Regions from separate parts of the Mus musculus genome. Here region 2 is linked to region 1. The links are chromatin contacts, called in public Hi-C maps. All regions are on one chromosome and are shown on one strand. Each heading gives the region's core, a stretch centred on a gene start, on an enhancer-like site or on the middle of the called end of the contact. The rest is flanking DNA. Distances are from core to core; before and after follow the strand shown. Region 1 holds the start of Tmem50a (transmembrane protein 50A). Region 2 holds the start of Runx3 (runt related transcription factor 3).

Region 1 (5,935 bases), core at 1,484-3,983:
CACAGCAGTCGGGAGGCAGAGGCAGGCAGATTTCTGAGTTCGAGGCCATCCTGGTCTACAAAGTGAGTTCCAGGACAGCCAGGGCTATACAGAGAAACCCCTGTCTCAAAAAACTGGGGGGGGGGGGGGGAAGAAGAAGAAGAAGAGATAAGCAGAAGGCTGATAATAGAGCAGATAACTCCTCTGTGGAAATAAGATAGTGAAGCCCTGTTGGAGGTCTGTTGAAGCTCAGGGCGGGGCCGAGCTCCCAAGTCAAGATGCAGGACTATTGAAGCCAACAGGGCAGAGGAGGTGAAGGGCAGGACATGGTCCAGATGGGCAAAGGGACGGGTGGATGCATGGCAGAACTGCACAGATGGTTGGTAATTCTAACAGCCTACCTCAACAACATGGGTAGCCAATGGGTAGCCAAGAGGAACTGAAAGTGGTGTCTGCATATTCCAAAGAGGATTTTAACTGCTTGTCTCAAGAATGCCAGTCAAACAGAGATAGGCAGTAAGTGGCTATTTAGCAGGGCTATTTAGCCCAGAATAATCTCGCCCTGGACCTGCCAGTCAGACTTGCCAGTCAGGCTTGTAGGATGTTTGACCTAAGTACAGGTCTCTTTTGGATAGCTTCCTTCATAGTCTCATGGAGTACCATGCACAGGGGCTGAACCCACTCATATAGATTGGTCTGTATAACAGAATAAAAAATGTCCCCCATCGTCTTGGATATTTGGATATTTGGTTCCCAGATGGCGGCGTGGTTTGGGGAGGCGTAGGTGGTACAGCTGAAGGAAGTATGTGACTAGGGGTAGGACATGAGATTATAAATCCTTGCCCCATTCCAAGTCTCCAGCCCTACCTCATGCTTGGGGTTGAAGATGTAAGCCCCTAGCTTCCTGCTCAAAGCACTGTGCCGGTCACCTGCTGTCACATCCCTGGCCCCATGATGGATTCCTCCCTCCAGAACTATATTCCAAATAACCTCCTATAAGTTGCTTTGAGTGAGGTATTTTATCACAAAAACAGCAACGTAACTAATACAGCCAGTAAAGAAGTAGAGACAACGCAAAGAAGAAGGAGCTTTGGCTGTTTGTCCCTGTGGACCGTGGCCTGCCCTTCACCTCCACTGCCCCGGTGGCTTCAATAGTCCTGCATCTTGACTTAGGAGCTTCACCCAACCCTGAGCTCTACCCAGACAGGACCCAATAGCTCCAGCAGACCTCCAGCAAGATTTCATTGCAGAACTTAGCTTCGTAGAAGCTTTACTAAGAGCAGTTAAAAAATATGAATAGACATTTAAAAGTTTTCATTAAGATCTGCATTTGGGTTTGGTGGTGGTGGTGGTGGTAGTGTGGGCCTTTAATCCTGGCCCTTGAGAAGCAGAGGCAGGCAGATCTCTGAGATCAAGGCCAGCCAGCCTGGCCTAGAGAACAAATTTCAGGAAAACTAAGGCTACACAGAGAAACCATGTTGGGAAAAAACAAAAACAAAAGCAAAAGACCTGGAGAGATGGCTCAGAGGTCAGAGGTAGAATGTCAACTTAGCATGGGGAGGTCCAGAATAGCAACTAAAGAAATAAATGCCTACATGCACACACATGTGCACACACGCGCGCTCACACACACACACACACACACACACACACACACACAGGGCTGGGGGAGCACTGCCTGACCTTGAGACATTAACCAGTCTTTAGCCAGTCACAATAAACCTTTAATCTCTAGGGCTAAGAAATGTGTCCATTTAAAAATAGGTCCTGGAGTTGCTGGAAAGATGACGCGATGATTCAGAGTGCAGGCTGTTCTCTCGACGACCCAGGTTCAGTTCTCTACACCCACACGGTAGCTCACAACAGCTGTAATTCCAGTTCCAGGCACCTCTTCTGGCCTCTGCCAGCACAGTGCACAGTGGCGCACAGATGTGCATGCAAGCAAAATACTCATCATGTAAAACATGTAAAAGTTAAATAGGTTATGGGTCTAGAACCTGGACTGAGTGGTAGAGCCCTGGGTTCAGGCACAGTCGGGGGGGCGGGGGAGGAGGGAAGGGGGGTTGTGTGGAGGGGGTATTGTATAGTTTCAAATACTAATCAGCTAATTCCCCCTCTCAACAAAAGCTACATAGATTTCATGCTGGGGACCGGAGAGATGATCCCTCCTGCAAGGCAGTGAGCCACCCAACCACCTTCTGTGCCACAGGCTCCTGACTACCTGCCACCCACGTGAACATGAGATGACAGCAGGGCCATGCCAGCCCTCTTAAAGTCACCATCGGGCCGGAAAAATGGCTCAGCAGGTAAAGCAGGTACTTGCTGCTAAGTCAAATAACCTGAGTTTGATTCCTGGGACCCATATGACGAAAGGAAAAGAAGGACCACTCTTGGAGGGTGGGTGATCTGTCTGATCTCTACACAATGACAAGAAGAATACATTTTAAAAAGTGTAACAACAACAACAAAACCAAACAGTACAGGTGGACTGTTGCCTCCCTTCCTTGGTCCCATCCCAGAAGACAGGCTCCACTCTAGCATTTCTCACAGTGACAAGGGAGTCCGGGTAACCCACAGACTTGTCGGCGCGGTGGGCGTGGCCCATAGGCTGCACCCCAGGGATCCGCCCTTCGCTCTCGATCCGCATGCGCACTGACTCGGGGGCGGACCGGCACATCGACATCCGGGAGTCTGATTGCCTGTGGCTGTTTTGTTTTCTTGCAGAACTGGAGTAAACCGAGGCTACCAAACGCGCCGCGACTCCCAACTCCGGACTTGGACGTGAGTGCGGACGGGAGGGCGGAGCAGCGGGCCGGGCTCGAACTCGCGGCAGTGGCCGTGCCCCAGCTCCTGGACGCCGCCGCCGCCGGGGCTGAGATCCCGCGACCTGCGGGGCCGCTTCCTGTGGCGGGGACTCTTCCCCAGAACTGTGGAGCTGGGCACGCTCATCCGACGGTGGCGCGTCGGGGTTCGGCCCACGCGTAACCGCGCCCTGTTCCTCCAGTCTGCAGGGCGGGTCTGCCTTTGAAAATGTCAAAGAATTGTGCAACGAAAAATGGACTCGGGTGGGCCATTGGGGGAACCGACAATTACACATAGTGGGTTGCTTTTCTTTCCAATCATTAGATAAAAACGAGTGTATTTTCAGACCCGAACTCATCACAAAAGTCTATCAGTTTTTCCCTTTAGCTTGTTTAGAGGCGGCTAAAACTGAAATCGCCTTCCTTAGGGAGTCATGTGAGATCTGGGGTGTTCACTGTGAGCGAGTTGTATTTAATTCAGGTTTTATCTGTGAAATTAAGATGAGTTACGTTTCTCCGGCTGGGTCTGCACAGCTGAACTTGAAGGAGGAGGGTTTTATGGGATTTAAGACAATTTCGGCTGACCGTGGTAATTTGACTGCACGTTCTTTATTTAAGTCTGAATTCGTTTCAGGCCTGCCCTTTTTTGTGGGGAATGTACAAACAGCATCAGTAGCAGAGTTAGGGATAGTAAGATGAGTGCCCTTTACAAAGTAATGACATCCGAAGGCAGGCTTGGTGAAGGGACAAATAGTGGAGAAAAAACGAAATAGAAATAAAGCCCGAAGTTGAGCCGTTCTCTTCTTAATCTGGGCATGAAAGACACAGATGTAGGATAAAATGTGCAGATTCCTAGAGGAAGTATTTTCCATCCAAGTTTACATTTTTACCTTAAAACCAAAGTCTATCATGTCCTTATTATTAAAATCAAATAGGAACCTTTAGTAGGGAGCTTAAGGTTTAGAAAGCAGCTGTGGAGGGCTAAGCATCATTGCCCTCACTTAAAGAACTAGTGGACTTGAAATAATAAAATGTGACATCTTTGAGGAGATGTCATTTTTGTGACAGTACATTTTTGTTTAAGGTTAAGGTAATCACCTTCATTCATATTATGTAAATATGCTAAGACCATCCTGATTTTGTTTTGTTTTCTTGTCTTAATTTGTATTTATTTATGAGTGCTGTGCTGCCTGTACATCCGCAGGCCAGAAGAGGGCGCCAGATCCCCCTATAGATGGTTATGAACCACCATGTGGTTGCTGGGACCTCTGAAAGAGCAGTCAGTGCTCTTAACTGCAGAGCCATGTCATCAGCCCCTTGTTTAGTCTTTTTAGGACAGACTGGCCTGAAACTCACTGTGTAGCTCTGGCTGGCCCTCTGACTGAGCCCAGTCCTCCTGTCTCAGCCCGCCAAATGCTAGGATTGCAGGCTGAGGCAGCCACCACCCCAGTCCCAGCTAAAACCAAGTTTTACATTAAACGTAGACTCCATCCCTAGTACCTCACTCCCCACCAAAGCAGCATCAGACATCCTGAAGAAATCAGTAGAGCTGGAATAAAGCGCATCTGTAACTTGTGTTAGGTTATCATCCAGCTGTTATTTTGCAGAAACACAGCCAGCTTTGAAACAAGAAAACCGAAGGACCTTGTTTAACTGTGATGGTTTTGGTTTAGTGACCTGAAAAGATGTCTGGATTTCTAGAAGGCTCGAGGTGCTCTGAGTGCATGGACTGGGGGGAGAAGCGGAACACGATCGCCTCCATCGCTGCTGGCGTTCTAGTAAGTCCTTGTGACACCTTAGCTCTCCATGTGTTTATCTGTGGCTGTATAGACGGTTTAGGTTATGTGATGTTTTCTTTTTCTTCTTCTTTTTTTTTTAAAGATTTATTTATCTATTTTATGTATACGAGTACACTGCAGCTGTACAGATGGTTGTGAGCCTTCATGTAGTTGTTGGGAATTGAATTTTAGGACCTCTGCTCGCTCCGCCCTGGCCCAAAGATTTATTTATTATTATAAATAAACACACTGGAGTTGTCTTCAGACACACCAGAAGAGGGCATCAGATCTCATTATGGGTGGTTGTGAGCCACCATGTAGTTCCTGGGATTTGAACTCAAGGCCTTTGGAAGAGCAGTTGGTGCTCTTACCTGCTGAGCCATCTCTCCAACCCCCTCCCTGCCTCCCCCTCCCATCTGTAATGTTTTCAAATGTGTCCTTTTAAAAAATAATCAACCACCAAACTTACTTTACTCAGTGATGTTTGACTTGTGAGGTTGTTAATAGTGTTAATAGTTGTCATAATAAAACATTTTGTATGCACTTACTTTTTCTATGGGTTATGCCTCCTTGACTTGGTAAGCGCAGAAGGCTTAAAGGGTTGAAGAAGGCCAGGTGTGATGTGTACCTTCGATCCCAGCTCTCAGGAGGCCAAGGCAGGTGGATCTCTGTGAGTTTGAGGCCAACCTGGTCTACACAGTGAGTTCCAGGACAGCCAGAGCAGATAGTGAGACCCTGTCTTCAAAAAAGGAAGAAAGATGCCAGGCAGTGGTAGAACACGCCTTTAATCCCAAGCACTCTGGAGGCAGAGACAGGCAGATTTCTGAGTTCGAGGCCAGCTTGGTCTACAAAGTGAGTTCCAGGACAGCCAGGGCTATACAGAGAAACCCAGTCTCGAAAAACAACAAAAAAAAACAACAAAAAAAAAAAAAAAAAAAAAAAGGAAGAAAGGATTAACGAGACAATCAGGTCCAAACCAGTCGAGATAGATATTCCCATTTTTCAGGACAGGAGAGTTCATATTCTCCCTAATCTGGTAGGGAGAAGCATTAGGAAGATCATAAGCTCTTTGGTTTTTTTTTTTTTGGATGGATGGATGGATGGATGGTTGGATGGATCTCCTGTAGGTCATGTTGGCTTTGAACTCGCTCATAGGCAAGGACGTCCTTGAGGTCTCCGTCATCCTGCCTCTGCTTCCCAAGTGCTGGGGTTGCAATGTGTGTCACCCTGAGCTGTGAAATACAGTGCTCAGGGTCTGAAGTTATGGTTCAAGATCTTACCTGATGCCTCTTTCCTTTCCTTTTCCTTTCCACACTAAAGGGGGGGGGGGAGACACCCAATTCACTTCTTAGCCAATCAGAATGTCATTAACAGATC
Region 2 (5,913 bases), core at 2,814-5,313, 240 kb before region 1:
AGGGGGCTTGGGGACTAATTAGGAGCAGCAACGAAAGCTTAATTCATAAAAGCAAACATTTTCCACCCATCAACCTGCAACCAGTTAAGGGCTACGTTTGAAAGAAATCTGTGCGTGGGGAAGGGAGCCAACAGGAACAGGAAATGTTCGAAAGAATGTAAACTATTTCAGTTTCATAAAAAGTAACAAGTAAACAGTTATTACATGCAAATAACGCCCTGGTTTTAATTAATGCTGAAAAGTCAAAAATATGTTTGACATTTGTATGTATATACTGAACGGCTGCAGCGCACAAAATGGTGCCCAGATGCCCGGTGGGAGCTGGCTGGCAGCTCGCAGGGAACTCCAACCTTGAGAAGGTCTTGTTTATTGGTGTTGAAAAGTACCATTTTGCCCCAGCAATAGCAGCCAGAAGCCGGCTCACTTCCTAACCCTGGAGGGCTCCCAGAGTTTGGGAAGGTGATTGCTCAGCCACTACTCAGCAGGCTAGTCTGATCTCCCTATCCCCAGGGCATGGGAACAGGGAGGGCTCTTCCACCCCAGAGTTACATGATGACGGGTTTCGGGTCCCAGCAACCTCCCACTCAACAGCCCCTGGCGGCAGCCACTGTGGCGTCTGGTCCTGCTTTCTTGCTACTACCGGGGTGGATCAGGCTGGCACATCAGCCAGCGTGAGCCTGGCCAGAGGCTGAGATGGCGCAGCCTTCAAACTTTTCATTCCAACATCCCATCACCCCACTCAGAATCCTCTATTTGAAAGTACCTGAAGAAGCCTCCAGCTCTGGGGAGACCATGCGCCTGGGAGACCACAGAGGACTTGTACCCCCGGGGAGAGAGGCTGGGATGCCTCGGCCCCAACTGAAAGACATCTATCTATACCCTGCTTGAGCTGTGCGTACAGGAACCTCCCTCAGCATCTTTTCTGAGATCACAGATGCTAGCGGGAGGGGGGGGTGGTGGCGGGGGGGGGGGGGGAGAAGGGCAGCACCGGAGACTTCAGAAGTTGCTAAACCCTGCGAGAACCTGCGAGAAAACTCTCCTTTACTCGAAAGAGATCACAGACATATCCACATAAAAGGGTGGCACTGCCTACCGGGCCTTGCTGAGACGAACTAGCTTTCCTCAATTCTCATCCCCACCTTTGCCATCCCAGAGTTCCCCCTGCTCACCTCGCCCACTGCGGCCCACGAATCGAAGGTCGTTGAACCTGGCCACTTGGTTCTTCATGACAGCGGAAGCGTTGCGCAGCTCGGCGGAGTAGTTCTCATCATTGCCGGCCATCACGGTCACCACCGTTCCATCCGGCACATCCCCCAGGGCCACCACCTGAGGAAACGGGCAGGAGAGAGGATGGCTTAGAAAAGCCAAAAGGAAGGGCTCACGCAGCTGCCCGCCCAGGTCCCAGGCTCTCTGAGGAGTTCTGAGTCAGGGTGAAAGAGGCTTAACCGCGTGTAGATCCGTTCCCAATACAACCAAAGCCTAGTGATGAGCTCCTAGCCTCCAGACTCAAATCCTGGGTCTAGTGGTTGATGGGAGCTCCAAGAAAGCATCCATTTTTATTACATTAAGTCTAGGCTAGAGCTATCAATCAACAAGGTCACAGGTAAGGGTGGGGCGGCAAAGGAGACGACACTGTTCTCGGCCAAAGAATCAGCAACCTTAATAACCGGGCTACTCCTTGCAGTCAATTAAGGCACTGGCCCTTAGGGGTACGGAATTTGGCCCTGCAGTGTGACCAAGGCCCAGTTAAATGGCCTCAACAGAGCCTGGATTCGTTATGCAGAGAAAATGCAAAATGCAAAACAAACTGCGTTTTTGCAAGTTGATCCAGAAAACCCCGGGGTAAGAGGACAGGGTGGTTTCGATCACTGAGCATGTACCTGCTGGGAACTGTTGGATGGGTGGGTGGAGATGCCCCTTAAATGTCATCTCTTCCCCCACTCCTTCCCACCCAAGGCGCATCAAGAGGCAGATGCCTTTTGAACCAGACTTTAAACAGAGTCACAGCCATTTAAACGTGGCTGCCGTGTGCAGGGACTGGGGATCCAGATGGTAAAGATTTCAAGGAGAAAATGTTTGGGGTCTGATTAAAAAGGCCAGATTTCCTGTCAACATCCTGTCTTCTTTTAATTTCAAAGATTCCTTTTAAGCTCCAAGTGACAGTAAAACCTCCGATCTGACGATTACAGTCACACGGCCCTCATCCCCTCCTCCCCCTTCTCCCCTCCTCCCTCTCCTCCCCGGGAGATTTCCCCCAATGGTATTTTAAGATGTCACCCGGGAGACCTCAAAGAGTCACCAGCCTTCCCCCCACCCCTTTCCAATTTGAAGTCTTAATGGGAGCAAGGAGGGCCTCAGCTGCCAGCAGCCGCGTTTCCAGCCACCTCGGGCATCACTACCTCCCAGCCGCTGGCCCTTCCTACTCTGTCCTTTCTCACGGCAGCTGTGAGAGGTTTAGGGGAAAACCAAGGCGTTTTCGTTTCATCTGGCTGCCCCCCTTACAAGAGAGAGAGAGAGAGAGAGAGAGAGAGAGAGAGAGAGAGAGAGAGAGAGAGAGAGAGAGAGAAACGAAACAGTTGCCTATCCCTGGTATCGTTGAAAAATAAATTCTCTGAACGACTCTGGGGCTACCAGGATGGAGGCATTCCCCAAGTCTCTGCCTATCTTTCGGGATGCAGACTTATGCCGGAGGCAGCCCTTTAGAACCGGCCTACGGTCGCCCTGTGCAACACTTCAGCCGCTGAGGTTGAGAGTGTGGGAAGGAAGTGTTTCTGCTGCAGAGCAGGAGGCGCGGTGCTAGGCCAGGCCCTCCTCGCCCTCTGTGCCCCACACCTCCCGGGTCCTCGCCCAGCTCCGGCGGTCCTCATCCCAGTTACCGGTTAGACTGTGCCAAAGAATCTGGGAGCCCCAGTCCTCCGGTTTCCATGCCACTATACTCTGCAGGGCCCCGTGAAGGCCAGGTGGAACGGGGTATGGCTCCTCCAGGCTGTCTGTGCCACCGAGAAGGAGCGCCCCAAGTGTCCGTGTCCTCCGGCAGAGAGGCCGCGGTGTACCGTTCCCAACGGGAGGTCTGGGGTTCTGACTCTTGGAATAGGAACGGCAGAAGAACTCCCCACGCCCAGTTCTCCTGGACGTCCTCCTGGTACCTTCCCTGACTGATGTAACCATATTTCTCTCTGGACCCGGGCTCGGGCAGCGGGGACACCCAGGTTCCTCTCATGTTCTGTCGGGCCTGGGCTCCTGCAGCGTGGGTGACCAGGCACCCCTATGTCCTGCTAGCCGGGTGACCCCCTTTTCTTCCACCACGGTACCTCCCATGTTCTCTGGGGTCTGGGCTCTTATTGCGGATCGCCTGGAGTCCAGCGGGGGTCCTTCCGGGAGTGGCATCCTGCAGTAGGGGCGCCCGGGTACCCCGGTGTCTTGCCAGCTGGGTGACATCCCCTTTCATGTCCTACTTCTAGGTGCTCCCCAAGTCCTCCCCGGTATGGGCTCCTGCAAATGGGGGCGCCCAGGTTCCCCGGTGTCCTCCCGGCTCGGGCCCCTGCACTCACCTTGAAGGCGACCGGCAGCGTCTTGTTGCAGCGCCAGTGCGAGGGCAGCACGGAGCAGAGGAAGTTGGGGCTGTCGGTGCGCACGAGCTCTCCCGCGTGGTCGGCCAGCACGTCCACCATCGAGCGCACTTCGGGCCGGGTGCGGCCGCCGGGGCCCGCGGTTGCCTGCGCGCTTAGCGCGCCGCTGTTCTCGCCCATCTTGCCGCCGCCGCCGCCGCCGCAGGGGAAGGCCGTGGAGGGGGGAGTGAAGCGGCGGCTGGTGCTCGGGTCTACGGGAATACGCATGCCGCGGCCGTCAGGGCGCGGGCGGCCGCAGCCGCGGGAAGCGGGAGGCGGGAAGGCGGCGGCTCGGGGCCCGGCCAGCGTGGGGGGTGGGGGGAGGGGCGGCGCCGGGGGAGGGGGTGCGCCCCGACGGTCGGCCGCGCGCCCGCTAGTCCCGCATCCGGCGCGCGCGGCCGCCCCACGGACTCGGCGGCCGCGGCCCCAGCCCGGATCCTAGAGAATCAAGTGGCGGCGACGCGGCCGCCCGCGCGGGGTTAGTACCCCGGGCCTCGGGGCGGGGCCGTGCGAGCGACGCGGGGCGCAGCCAATCGCAGCCCCCAGGCTCGGGGTTCGCCGTGGAGGACCCGGTGGCTCGGGCCCGCGCGAGCCAAGCAGGGGCCAGGCTCCGCCCCAGAGGGTCTAGACACCCGCGTCCCGGTAGCCGCGCGGGGAGCCGCGGTCCCCGGAGTCAGGAGCGGCCGCTGCGACCTGGGCAGACATCGGGTTTCCAGCCTCCTGGCTGCGGCTCGCTTCCCCTCCCTCGAGTCGCAGCCTGGCTGCTTCAGCTCTGGCCACCGCAGCCCGGAACCTGCACCCTCAGCTGGTTGCCGCGGTGACACCCAAGACGGTTTTCTCATTCCCTCCACTCCACAAACGATTTTGACCCTAGAGCTTCCACCCCACGAGGGAGTCCACAGCTCCGCGCGGCCTTGGCTCTCGTCTCTGTGGCTTCTGTGTCAACCTTCGAGGCAGACAGAATAGGGGTTGCCACAGGGACCAACAGTGGGGTGGGGACAACCACACGGCTCCTGTCCACTCAAAACTAATTTCAGGATCGCGCAGGCCTCGTGGAGTTGTCCTCTGTCTTGGCAGCTCATGGGTCTTTGAAAACTACAATGGGGCCTACAACAGTGTGCTTTTTTGGAACATTCCATGCTACACCATACGCATGCAACCACCGTCCGTCTAGTGGAAGTGGATGAGGGTCTGTGGCAGAAAGAAGTCTTAACGCTCAGACTGCTTTCTCCCCACGGATGGAAAGGGGTCCTCCTAGGGCCGGGCCATAGTCTTCTTGGCCCTAAAGCGCTGAGCCTACAGAGCTGTCAGGTGCCCTGTGGGAAATCGGCCCTGGGGTCTCTGTGTTCCTCATGCTCCGTGGCCCAGCAACTCCTGGACTTCACTAACAACAACTCTTTCCCGTCCCGTCTCCTAAGCCTGGCATGGGGGCACAGACACACAACTAGAGAGTCCACGGTCACCGGTCACCGAGGGCTGTGCTCTCCCCAACCCCGTGCACTCCTTGGACGGCAGCAACGAACGAATGCATGTGTTTCTCTCACTGCTTTGGAAATTCGACTGCATTTTCGTTGCCAGCGACAGTGAATCTGTCTGCAACTACCAATACAAGCCCCAGAAGCGACACGATTTAGGATCCGATGGCGACAGAGGCATCAAGACCTCATCCTGGCTCTGACCTCAGCTTAGAACACTCCATTTTGTCAAAAAACGAAATCAGGCGCTGTGTGTACAACAGCGGGGTACTAGGTATGTCCTGAGTCTAACGAGTGCCAGGAGAATTGTATTCTGCCCCTCTCTGGGCCTTATGCCAGCGCCTCAAGCCACCAGGGAAGCAAGGACAGTGAAGGTCCCTTACTGGAACTTTTTGAGAACCTATGATTCGGAGTTGACCATCACTAGGCCTTGGGCCGCCATGGAAACAGCCTCTGGACCAGAGGGGATCTAGGAAGCCTGGCCCTGAGCATGGGCCCTCAGGGGGCTCCCCTGGAAAGGGAGCACCGCTAGTCACCAGGTAGGACCCAGACCGAGTCGTCTATTCTGCCCTCGAGCGATTGTGGGCCGTGACTGGCAGCCTCTGCGATGCGATGCATAAATTCGATTTCTTGAGTGATTCCAGTTTGCATCTGCCCCATACTAGTCCCTCCGCCTGATTTCTCTTTCTGATCTTACAACAAATTAATAACCGGGTCTCCGGAAAGTGGGGCTACAGGAATGACCCAACATCTGACCCTGGGCCCGGACTCAGCTATAACCCTCGGAAGACGCGGGCACCAGATCCAAGGGTTGGGGAAGTGCTGGCCTT

The links. A called contact is a pair of places that touch in the nucleus more often than the background predicts.
Region 2: a contact with region 1 is called in a Hi-C map of CD8 T cells, with 2.2 times the contacts expected there. The contact joins the promoter of Runx3 here to the promoter of Tmem50a in region 1. A contact is called at or near these places in 10 of 39 promoter capture datasets (the C10 cell line, the HPC-7 cell line, cranial neural crest and 4 more), 4 of 484 Hi-C or Micro-C datasets (CD4 T cells, CD8 T cells, the MNK3 cell line and 1 more), 15 of 115 datasets of contacts at active chromatin or transcription factors (bone marrow-derived macrophages, craniofacial prominence, effector CD8 T cells and 9 more) and 4 of 9 other capture datasets (adipose tissue, embryonic stem cells, liver and 1 more).

Annotation. Positions count from the first base shown.
Region 1 is chr4:134,911,714-134,917,648 of GRCm38.p6, reverse strand. Tmem50a (transmembrane protein 50A) reads left to right here and starts at 2,733. Exons shown (of 7, transcript NM_027935.2): 1 at 2,733-2,760; 2 at 4,454-4,558. The coding sequence starts at 4,466.
Region 2 is chr4:135,150,695-135,156,607 of GRCm38.p6, reverse strand. It overlaps Runx3 (runt related transcription factor 3), which reads right to left and starts at 4,063. Exons shown (of 5, transcript NM_001369050.1): 1 at 3,552-4,063; 2 at 1,170-1,326. The coding sequence starts at 3,836.